Linked DNA regions of Mus musculus: region 2 is linked to region 1. A link is a contact called in public Hi-C data. All regions are on one chromosome and are shown on one strand. Each heading gives the region's core, a stretch centred on a gene start, on an enhancer-like site or on the middle of the called end of the contact. The rest is flanking DNA. Distances are from core to core; before and after follow the strand shown. Region 1 has its middle 5.0 kb from the start of Gm35130. Region 2 overlaps Msrb3 (methionine sulfoxide reductase B3).

What was found. A called contact is a pair of places that touch in the nucleus more often than the background predicts.
Region 2: a Hi-C map of tail fibroblasts shows a contact between it and region 1, with 4 times the contacts expected there. The contact joins two enhancer-like sites. A contact is called at or near these places in 1 of 15 datasets of contacts at CTCF or cohesin (the NIH/3T3 cell line), 32 of 484 Hi-C or Micro-C datasets (3T3-L1-derived adipocytes, the AML12 cell line, the C2C12 cell line and 19 more), 10 of 115 datasets of contacts at active chromatin or transcription factors (acute myeloid leukemia, bone marrow-derived macrophages, a colorectal cancer cell line and 7 more) and 3 of 9 other capture datasets (embryonic stem cells, liver and pancreatic islet).

Annotation. Positions count from the first base shown.
Region 1 is chr10:120,721,198-120,726,810 of GRCm38.p6, forward strand. No RefSeq gene overlaps it. Among named protein-coding and RNA genes, the nearest start is that of Gm35130, 5.0 kb to the left of the region's middle. Within about 2 kb of position 1,479, at least 23 of the 459 cell types and tissues checked have an H3K27ac peak or open chromatin away from gene starts, as enhancers often do. A contact at or near this core is called in tail fibroblasts, where this site is marked.
Region 2 is chr10:120,862,138-120,868,125 of GRCm38.p6, forward strand. The region is part of intron 2 of Msrb3 (methionine sulfoxide reductase B3); the gene reads right to left. It overlaps Gm15910 (predicted gene 15910), which reads left to right. Exons shown (of 3, transcript NR_038023.1): 3 at 1-1,191. Among named protein-coding and RNA genes, the nearest start is that of Gm15910, 7.5 kb to the left of the region's middle. Within about 2 kb of position 2,519, at least 11 of the 459 cell types and tissues checked have an H3K27ac peak or open chromatin away from gene starts, as enhancers often do. A contact at or near this core is called in tail fibroblasts, where this site is marked.

The DNA.
Region 1 (5,613 bases), core at 229-2,728:
GCTATGGTGATGCTGAGAATTGCTGTGTATCTGTAACCCAAAGAGAACACAGAACAGTTGAGCTTTGAAGGCATGTGAGCCAGACAAGAGTGTGTAAGTCTTTTGACCCAGGTTTGCCAAGTCTCTCCTAAGGGATGTGGCCCTCACAAGCCACTGTGATCCAGCTTGTAGATTGTTGAGTTCTCTCTCTCTCTCTCTCTCTCTCTCTCTCTCTCTCTCTCTCTCTCTCTCTCCCCTCCCCTCCCCTCCCCTCCCCTCCCCCATCCCTGCCCCCAGGAACCCTGCTCTTTCTGCTAACTATACCACAGCCAGAGAAACATGGAGGTAGATACTGATTAGAGATGTGCGCTAGAGAGAAAAATATGCCTCCTGGCAGAATCAGAAAATGGTCAAATTAAACAAAACAAAGCCAAAAAAAAAAAAACCAAAAAAAACCAAACCAAACAAAACAAACAAACAAACAAGCAAAAACAAATTGCCAAACGAAAAAAAAAAATTGCCGAACGCTGAGAATTGAGGCAACAGCAATTCCCGCCGGGCACTGGGATCCATTCTCTGTCTTGTGCGAGGCACAAGTCTAATTACAGCTCTTATGAGGAAAGATGACAGTGTTTTATTTTATCTTATTTTGTTTTGTTCTTTATGTGTAAACAAACCAGTCAAGGGCTGGTAAGCCTCAGCCAGCTGGCATTTATTTGTTTTTATCTCCTACTGTGATTCACCTTGTTTTAATTGACTTCCAAGAAAACATTCGGGGATAGGGAGTGGGGGGGGGCACTTCGTGGTTGTGGCTGTAGCTAAATACACACGTTTACCTGAAGCCGGAGTCAGGGAGGGAGGACACAGTGCCTTCAATTCCCTACCCAACTTCCTTCCAATCCTATCACCTTAGGCTATCCTGCCAGAGTCCGTGGGGCTGGCTTGGAGAGAACTTGGGGTTACGATGGAAGACCTTGTGCGCCTGCGCCTTCTGTGAGCGCTAAAATGCTGGGTCTCCCTGGGAGCAGCTATCCCCGGGTCTGACAGCTCCTACCCAGAGTCCTCTCAGACTCCCACCCCAAACTGGCATTTGTCGGGTGTCTAGCAAGTATCCTGGCTTTGGTTTTCCCATTGAAACCCAACGGCTATATAAGTGAAGAGGAATGTGGAGGCGGGGGCAGAGGAGGTCTGCAAGGTGATCGTATTCTGTCGTTTGGGGGGACGTTAGGAAGTCCCTTTTCAAATTTTCTCCCCACAGAGGCTGGGCATCCTACCACTTGTGAGGGAACTGGCTTCCCTAAGAATGTTAGGATTATTAACATAGCTTAGGAAATGAGTCCCTAGAGGTTCACCATGGGCTTGATCGCACAGAATGGCTGCTGTGAGAGGCAGCCTGCTTGCGAATCAAGGGCTGGAGATGCTCTAGAGGATAACGTGCTGTCTCTCCCTAAAGAATCTGGAGTGTGCTTCCCGGAGTGAGCAGCAGGAAGTCTGACTGACCTACATGAAGCATCCAAACAGAGTTAATGATTCATTCAACTGCTCTCTCAGACGTTCACTAGCCAGAGGTCTGAAACTTAATTTTTTTTTTTTAATAGAAACTGACACCTGCGGTTTAAGAATTCCCTTATAGCCTTTGGGATAAAAAATCTTGGCTTCCCATTTTAATTCAAAGACAAGGTGAGAGGCTTTCCTTGTAAGAGGAGCCAGCAAGGAACACTCTCTGGCTCCTTCTGTTAGGGGGCCTTGCCCTCCTCCCAAGCTCTGCGGCCTGGGTACCTTTGATGTCCAGGCTGCCTCCGACCTCATCTCAGCAGGATGCTCTCCTTGATCCCTTCCAACCTCCCCACCCAAGGTCCTCCTGAGTGTGGGAAAGTGGGTGGAGCAGAGTAGCGCATCTGAGGTCTCTCAGCCTGCAGGGCTTTCGGAGTGAGGGGCCAGGTCAGCAGGAAGGTGCAAAAGGATGGAGTGGAGACGGAAAGACAGAAAAGATGGAATGGACAGAGCCAAGGGCCCAGCCAGAGCTTCCCACGGCACTCACCACAAGGTACTGGCTGTATTTGGTGTGGTCTCCGACCCCCAGTTCCATCCCATTTACAACTGCTTAAACAGCCCTGTATCCAACCAGCTCATGACAGCTGTTTTGACCTGTGGAGACGACTCTGGATGGTGATGGATAGGCGGATAGACTTGCTGGGTATGGCTGCATATGCAGCCAACTGCCCACTCCGATTTAAGCTTTATCCTTCTACCGTTCCTGGTGTAATCCCCACACTCTGCCACCCCTCGAGCCTTCTTGTCTTTATAATCTCTGTCTTGTTTGTTCTATGCCATTCAAGGAGCTACAACACCTTTGGCTTCCTAATGCTCTTTCCACATCCAAACTTCATCCTCTCTCTGCCATTGGCTTTGAAGATGTCCTCATCTCTCTGGTAAATAGTACTACATGTACAGCCCCCCACTCCACCCCACCCCCGGCTTTCTGGATTTCAGCAGAATTAACCTGAAAGTTTATCTTAAACGAAAACAATTAACTAGTACTCAGTGAATGGTGGCTCTGAGAATTGATAATCAATACGTATTCTATAATGTCCTTTGGTTGGTATGTTTCTTCTGTAAGTGACAGGCAAGTGTGAAGGGGCTAAAATAATGGAGGTGCCAAAAGGCATCATTTTCTTTAAAAGGTAGTTACTGAGTCTGCCTAGTTTTGTGTCAGCCACTTCATTGAGAGCCTTAGAGCCTGGGCTGTTCACTAAAGTTCCCAGATGTTTGCTTTGACTTTCTAAAGAGGACAGTAAAGACTGGGCACATGGCATGAGTGGATCACAAGACACTGCCAGTTTCAACAGGGGATGGAGCTGGGAAAGGTGGTGATCTTTCTAACAGTTTCCAAAGTGCCGAGAAAAAGCCATGGGAAGAACAGAAGAGCTACAGAGATTTTTCAGAAAGGTGTGTGGAATAGGAAGGAGCCTGAGGGAAGAGCAGGAAGTCTGGAGCTTGGGGTCTCAGAAACCATCTCTACACTCATGGGCCCTGAGGGAAATGCCACCTGCCCAGCCCACGTGAAAATTCCACACGGAAGGCCTTTGCTTCTGAGTTAGCTCTGAGGCCTGGCGCATCGTTGTGACTCTGAAAGCACACCATAAGCTTTTGGCATAAAGTCAACCTTTACTTCCCCGAGCAGAAGGTTCCTTAGTGCAATGTGACGAGACAGAACCACTTAGCATGCCACTTTTGCCAGATCTTTCCACTTTAAAGTGCAAGTTTGGAATGCTGTTCTTAGCTCTACCACTGCGCTATCATGGGACAGTGACCGCGCCCCACATCAGGTTCCCTATTGCTGGTGACAAAACTAGAGAGAGAAATCTTTAGCACCCAGTAAAACCATGACTGCTCCAAATAGTTCATAATGATTTTTTTTTCTGGGAAAAATAACTTTCAACTGAAATAGCATAAAAAAGCAATGGGAAAATGCACAGGCATGCGAGAAACCCTGATCTCCACTGTTCCATAACAGCATATCCCATCGCAGAGAAGAAAATAGAAAGAAAAATGTGTCCCTAGAGAGTCAACAGCTCGAGCTTCTCTGCCCCATAGAAATGACTGTTTATGGTATATACCAAAGCACCATATTAGGAGACCACTTTTTTGGTTTTTCTTTGTCTTACTCAACCAATTCCTGGGCAAAGAGATTCAAAATGATTAGAGAACATATTTCCATTGTTCACCAATGTTACTGTATTCTTGTCACACTGCATCCTCTGACACACAGCTGGGTGGCATGGCCCAGGAATCTTGATGGGAAAACAGGAGTGCCTCTGAGATGCACAACACTACCATGTAACACACAACACAACCATCAGGTCAAACATTACCAAGCTCTTATAGTTCTAAAGAAAAGATCAAGCTGCCAAGCTGGGGAAAGAAGCTCTTTGGTGCTGGTCTGATGAGGATGCCGGACAAGGTCATGAGTCCGTGGTCAGGGAGAAGCTTGGTTCAGTATGGTGACTGTCCCAGTGAATGTCTCTGACCAGCAGTGTAGGTTAAAGGAAAGATCTCCGGGAACCTGGGCTCAGAGAGAATTCTCCTTTGCACATCCTTAGCTACATTCCCTCTAGAAAGCTACTCACCTCAGTGTTCTTATAGATACGGAATTCTATAAGAAGAACTCCATAAATATCACATACACATCGTCACTACTTCTATTGACCTGGACTGCCATGACAATGCATTATAGAATGGCTGTCTTAAACAACACATTTGCTTTCTCTAAACCCTGGAATCAAGATCCAGGCCCAACAGGTGAATGGTTTGGTTCTTGAAGATTTCCTTCTAGATATCAGATAGCTGCCTTCTCAGTTGTGTCTTGGTATAAACACTCCATAATCCTTGTGTGGTGTGCAGAGAGATCAAGAGAGAAAGGAAGAGAGGGCAAGGGATGGAAGGAAAGAAGAAAAGAGATGGGGAGGGAAGACTTGTTTCTTTGGTATAGCATTGTGCCTGGGCACTAATCCTATTGCACAAGGGTTCAACCTCTGTGACTTCATTTAATCTCAATTATTTCCTTGAAGTCCACACCCCACACTGGGAACTAAGACCCCGAGTGAATGGATTTTGCAAAGAAAGCTGTTAGTCCATAAAGTCTATAACAATTATTATTATCACTATCCTAAATTATATATCATAAGCTTTGAGTTAGATAAATCCAATGCAGAATTATGAAGGAACAGGAGCATGTGGCCGTTTGAATGAAAGCGGTCCCATAGGCTCGTAGGGAGTGGCACTATTGGGAGGTGTGGCCTCATTGGAGTAGGTGTGGCTTTGTTGGAAGAAGTATGTCGCTAGGGGGTGGGCTCTGAGATCTCAGATGCTCAAGCCAGGCCTACTGTGACGTTTGCTTCCTGTTGCCTGAGGATCCAGGTATAGGACTCTCAACTACCTTTCTAGTACTAAGCTGCCTGGCTACTGCCATGCTTCCCACCATGATGATAATGGATTAAACCTCTAAACTGTCAGCCACCCCAATTAAAAGTTTTCCTTTGTAAGAGTTGTCATGGTCATGATGTCTCTTCACAGCAATGGAAATGCTAAGACAGGGTGTTCCTATGTCTGCACTATTCAGCCATGTTCAGTTAACCATCAGACACTGTTGATCAGACCAAGGCAACTCTTATAAGGACAGCATTTAATTGGGGCTGGCTTACAGGTTCAGAGGTACAGTCTATTATCATCAAAGTGTGAGCATGGCAGCATTCAGGTAGGCATGGTGCAGGAGGAGCTGAGTGTGTTTTTAACATCTTCATCTGAAGGCTGCTAGCAGGATACTGGCTTCCCAGGCAGCTAGGATGAGGGTATTAAAGCCCACACCCACAAGGCCACACCCACTCCAACAAACTCCAAAGCCACACCCACCCCTACATGGCCACACCCACTCCAACAAGGCCACACCCACTCTAACAAGGCCACATCTCTCAACAGTGCCACTCCTTGGGCCTAGCATATACAAACCATCACAACACACACATGCTTACTGTTGCTTCTTCCACTCATGATCTGACTAAACTTTGGAAAAGCACGGCCTGGAGAAATGAACTCTGAAAGGCAATCCCTGTTGCTTTGACTAAAGACTTTGGT
Region 2 (5,988 bases), core at 1,269-3,768, 140 kb after region 1:
TTTTCTGTTTTTCTTTTTTCGAGACAGGGTTTCTCTGTGTAGCCCTGGCTGTCCTGGAACTCACTCTGTAGACCAGGCTGGCCTCGAACTCAGAAATCCGCCTGCCTCTGCCTCCCAAGTGCTGGGATTAAAGGCGGGCGCCACCACTGCTTGTTCACCGACATTCACCCGGTCCACAGACATGCATCGGGTGCCCGTGATGTGACAGACGTGGTTCTGGTGTGAATGGAGCAGTGAATCAACCAGTCAAAAATCTCAGCCTTTCTGGTACTTTACAGGATCCAAGCATTTCCTGTAACAAGAAATACTTTGCCTGGCCACCCCATCGTCCTCTCCGGGTTTTAGCCGGCTGCTCCCTGGTTTCTTTTCTCCGCTTTCTTCTCTTGGATAGCAAGAAGTGGAGGTTCTATTTTACAAGGTTTGGGAAATTTTCGGCTAATGTAACACTTGAGAATTCTGTCTAATTGTAAAAGTAATAATAATAATAATAATAAATGTTATATAACTCTTAGTTTACAGTTGAAGACATGGAATAAAAGGTAGAAAAGGATGCTTCCGGGGCCCCACAGCAAACTGGTAATAAAAACAAACCAGTAAGGAATATATAATTTGTTTCTTCATCAATGCCAAAACTATAGTAAAAGGCTCTGAAACTTGAGGTTAAGTTATATAAAATCACATGGGTGATATTAAAATATTAATCAAGTGGAATGAGTCATCCTGAGATAATATGTATTCTGGCAGTAAAATCTTATAAAATTACAACTGTAAAGATATTTACAATGGTAGATTTTCCTGGCTTGCCTAAAATTCAAATAATCTATTGATTTAAAATAATATCCCGTTCTCTGTAATCGCGTGGCTGAATATAAGCATCATAAAGTAGTGTTGAAGGGAGAAGTATTTATCATAAAAGTTAATATGTGTAACTGTGCAAGTATATAATTTATTAATCCACTGTGTACCTAGTAAATACTTTTGAAGCATTTTTAGATAAGTGATACTTGTGTGGGCGTATTAAATACAGATAAAGGGGGAAATTAAGGCATTTCTAACAGATGTTAAGCTTTCCCATAAATAGTTGCTTTCAAATGTGAAGGCACAAAATATCTACATTTGCTTATTTATCATTTTGTCACTCTGTCTCAATAACCTAGCTTAAATAACTTTAAATTAAAATGTATCCAGCAAAAGGAATCATGAAAAGTTTGATTGCTGACTAAACTGTTTCAGTTGAAACTCTAAACTGGGCAAGACTGATGGTGAAAACCCACAGGTGTGATGGGGCGTGTTCTGCAGTTCCCTCTGGCTCGCTGCTTCATCATGCACAGGGGCTGCGGGGAAGATCCTGTCATTCCTCTCTGATCGTTTCCAACATCTCTGTGAGCATGGGTAACTGCAGAACCAGCCTAGCTAAGCAGTGTCTCCACATTCATCTTGTCCTGACTGTTTGTTTGTTTGTTTGTTTTGTTTTGTTTTGTTTTTCGAGACAGGGTTTCTCTGTGTATCCCTGGCTCTCTGTCCTGGAACTCACTCTGTAGACCAGGCTGGCCTCGAACTCAGAAATCCGCCTGCCTCTGCCTCCCGAGTGCTGGGATTAAAGGCGCTGACTTTCTTATCCTATAGAAGTGTTGGAGACAGTAATGTTTTATATCTTTTACACTCATTGTTATGCTTAATGTTCAAGAAGAAATACTGAAATGTGTTTAAGATATTCTCCATGCCTCTCTTGACTATTCTACTGCACTATGGATTTTATAATTATTGATTTGTTTGCCATTTAACAAAGTTTAGTAAGGCATATGCCTGGCACTTTGGATTTATACATATACATTATTTTGTGACAAATCGGCCTTGACAAAATATGCATTCTCCACAAATGATTTTTTAAACAACACCACATATCAAGTTTTCCATATTAATTGAAGCTTTACTATATTATAAAGCTACTAAATCTTGTTTCAAAAATACTCAACTCATTAATCAACTCATTAATAAATATTTAAAATATAATTTTTCTAGTTTCCTAAAATATTCCATTCATGCAAAAACTGATCCATGCTTAACATTCAACATGTTTAACTAATAACATCTCGAGATTCTATAAAAATCCAAAACATGGCAAAACAAAATGTGTAGTTTTCTTTAATTCTTGGGTGGTCCGCTGCAGAAAATTTAGCTGCATATAAAGCTATAAATTACTGCTAAATCAGCTATTTGGTACAAGATAAGTTAATTTACAAAAACTTGTTTTAGTTTGTAGAGAGTCTACATATGAAAGACATTTCCAAGAAACGTCGGAGTAAAGGGGGTTGGAGTCCTATTGAAAACGAAAAAGGTTTCACTCTACGCATATCGTCGGAACACGGTATAGGCAGGGAAAGTGTGGTTCGTAAATCCATATGTTCTTAACTGGATATTCCTTACATACTTTCAGATTTTTACAATGCACCTATGTGTTCAATGCTAACACTGCAGTACAAGCTGTGAAAGAAATGTAAAGCCAGCGCCACCTACTGGAAGGCAGGTGTAGCAACCAGTCAGCTGCTTTCTAATTCTGTTGCAAACTATGCAGAAACTTGTCTCTGTTTTTAAAGTTATCCCTCTTTAAACAAACAAACACACCACTCCTGGCCTGTTAGTGTATATGGCATGTACGAGGCCCCGCATCAAGCCTGAAGAACTGCATGCTCACATGCACACACACACACACACACACGCTCATGCACACACACACATATCACACGTACACATCATACATATCTGTGTTTCTATGTATTCTTCAAAATGTTAGTATAATTAAAAATCTAGGTGAGATGAACTTGTGGAAATGGTGAGCAGAAAAATCAGAACTGTACTAGTGACAGCAACAGAGAACCAAGGGCTACCAAACCCTGGTCCTTTTCACAGTGGTTTCCTGTCTGCCTGAGAACAGGCTCTGAGCTCCTCTCGCAGAGCCCAGGGGTTTTAGAACAAGAACAATAGAAAACGAGAAACTACAAACACATTGTGTCCACAAAACTGTTTGTTTGATTGGTTGATTTGTTTGTTTCCTAGAAGACCATAGGAGGTGGTCCGGATTTTAACAGGCCTATTTTAACAGCACTAACAGAGACTGTGCTGTTCCAGTGGGTAGGCGGGGTGATTTTAAAGTAGATGTAACACCAGTTGCTGCTAATGAACTATTGTCAGTTTTAATTGAAAATGGTGCTTTTTGCTTTACAGAGATGCTGTTGTGTGCATCTGTACTCAATAAAGTACAAACATACTAATTTGCTCCACAGCTGTGACCAGATGAGCCAGAGTTCTTAATTCTCGTAGTAAGTATAAGAACTATGTATGCACCTTCAAACAACTAATAAACCAATGAACTCATACTATTTTAGAGAAAAAGGCAAATAAATTCTAGATGGTACATATGTGTGTGTGCATTTATATGTGTGTATATATATATTTATATATGTGTGTGTATGTATACATATGTGTATATGTGTATATATAGGTGTGTATGTGTATTTGTGTGTGTATATATGTGTGTGTATGTGTATATATATGTATGTATATATGTGAATATGTATATAGTGTGTGTATATATGTGTGTATATGTGTATATGTATACATGTGTGTATGTATATATGTGTGCATATATATTCGTTTAAGAAATACCAACCACCAGACGCTGTGTCACGTTCTAGAGTCGCAAGCCCCTGGTTCACTAGTTCTCCTCTCACAGAGCATGGTCTTTGTATTTCAAACCCCATTTTCGGAATGAGCCCTTGGGAGTTTTCATTTATTCACTAGAACGCTATCTTCCCAAACGACCTAGCAGTCGTGGGCTGGTTTGTTAAACAGGTCGATGAGGTGACTTCAGAGTCTCAACTGCTTCCTGTGTGCATGGTGTGAAGTGTGGCTTATCACTAGAACTAGAACTAGACCTATCTAGACAGCGCCTCTAGTTGGCCAAGAACTACCATGCTATCTGATCTAAGCCACCGCAATACCAAATTTTCCCTAGGATTAAAACTGTGCATCAAATTTTGCTGCACGATCCCTCTTCGGATAGTCCTTTCATCTTGCTTTAGTGACGAGGATTCTGGTGCTCAAGTACTACCTAGCAGACTTTCCTGTAGGTCTGGAGTAATAATTAATACTGACATTTGCGATGTAATTCACCTCCAGCCAGAAATGAAAACTGTAGCTAAGAAGAAAAACAAAGCACGGAATTCCATGATGGAACAGATTATCTAACTTTCCTTCTTCATTTTAAAGAAGAGGAGAAGGAAATCTGGGCAGGCTCACAGACATGTCCAGGGTCACACACAAGCCAAGGACAGAACTGTGGTCAAAGTTTCTGCTCCGGGCCCGGGGTGCTTTATAATACTTACAGGAGCTGTTGTGGGAAATTACCAAGAAATCCTGAGTGAGAAAAATGACCTTTAATGACAAACATGAGTGAACCATAACTCAGATGCACCTAATAAGCTCTTAGTTAAAATTATGCATTATTAAAAAAATAAGGAGAAAGGCAAGCCAGAGCTGGAAAATGATAAATCACTTCTGAGATACAGGCTTCCAGCAGGCCAGCCCATTACGATCAATCTTAGGAGCCTGTTTCAATTATTATTTCCTTTTAGCTCTGGAGTTATTTTGTATTGAATTATTATTCAAAATCAATGTTGAATAATTATTCAAAATTAATTTGCTATTCGATATTGAATTATTATTCAGTACTCAAATTTAATGGGGATAAGGAACCAAAATCTTTTTTGATTTACAGACATTTCTGTCGTAATGGGTTTGGGCCAAGGAACAGGGATTTAAAGCAAGAAATAAAAATTTCATGTTAATTTCCTATGCCTCCCATTTTGCCCTCTTTCCCTCTGTGTACCAAGTCGTAAAGGTTAGGGTTCTCGTCATCACAACGACATTTTTTAAATTTGAAAGTTCAAATAGTTTGTATCACTGTCGCTAAATCTAATAACTTTCTCAGCGTGCCTGCCTCTCAAAGAGTAAAACCCCATTAGAGGCGTAGATAACAAGCTCGCTCACTGCACTTCAAATAAGAATGACCCTTGAAAGTGAGAGAAACCCTAACCAACTCATTTGCCAGTCCAAGGGAAGAAAAAAAAAAAAAGGTTTCTCTGGGTTTTTGTCAATATGGGGTGGTGAGAATGGAAGACACACATATTTACAGAACGTGACGTCTGGTGCTGGACAACATCCAGCATCCACAGGGAATAAAGACATCAAACACAGGCTGGGGAAGGCAAGATGGCTCAGTAGGTAAGGGCACGTGCAGCCAAAGATGGCAACCTGGATTCAATCTCCAGGAACTATGTGGTCGAGAGAACAACACACCCATAAGTTGTCACCTGACTGCCAGAGATGCACAGAAGTAACACACACACACAACATCAGTGTTCAAAAGAGACAACAGACGGAGAGAGGCGATATATCTCAAGCAACATGCATTTGTGGTACTGTTAAAGTAAAAGAAGTTAAATGAAAATTTATTTATGGGGGTTGGAGAGATACCCAAGATATAAGATACAATTTGCTAAACACATGAAACTCAAGAAGAATGAAGACTGAAGTGTGGACACTATGCCCCTCCTTAGAATTGGGAACAAAACACCCATGGAAGGAGTTACAAAGACAAAGTTTGGAGCTGAGATGAAAGGATGGACCATGTAGAGACTGCCATATCCAGGGATCCACCCCATAATCAGCATCCAAACGCTGACACCATTGCATATACTAGCAAGATTTTATCAAAAGGACCCAGATGTAGCTGTCTCTTGTGAGACTATGCCAGGGCCTAGCAAACACAGAAGTGGATGCTCACAGTCAGCTAATGGATGGATCACAGGGCTCCCAATGGAGGAGCTAGAGAAAGTACCCAAGGAGCTAAAGGGATCTGCAACCCTATAGGTGGAACAACATTATGAACTAACCAGTACCCCGGAGCTCTTGACTCTAGCTGCATAT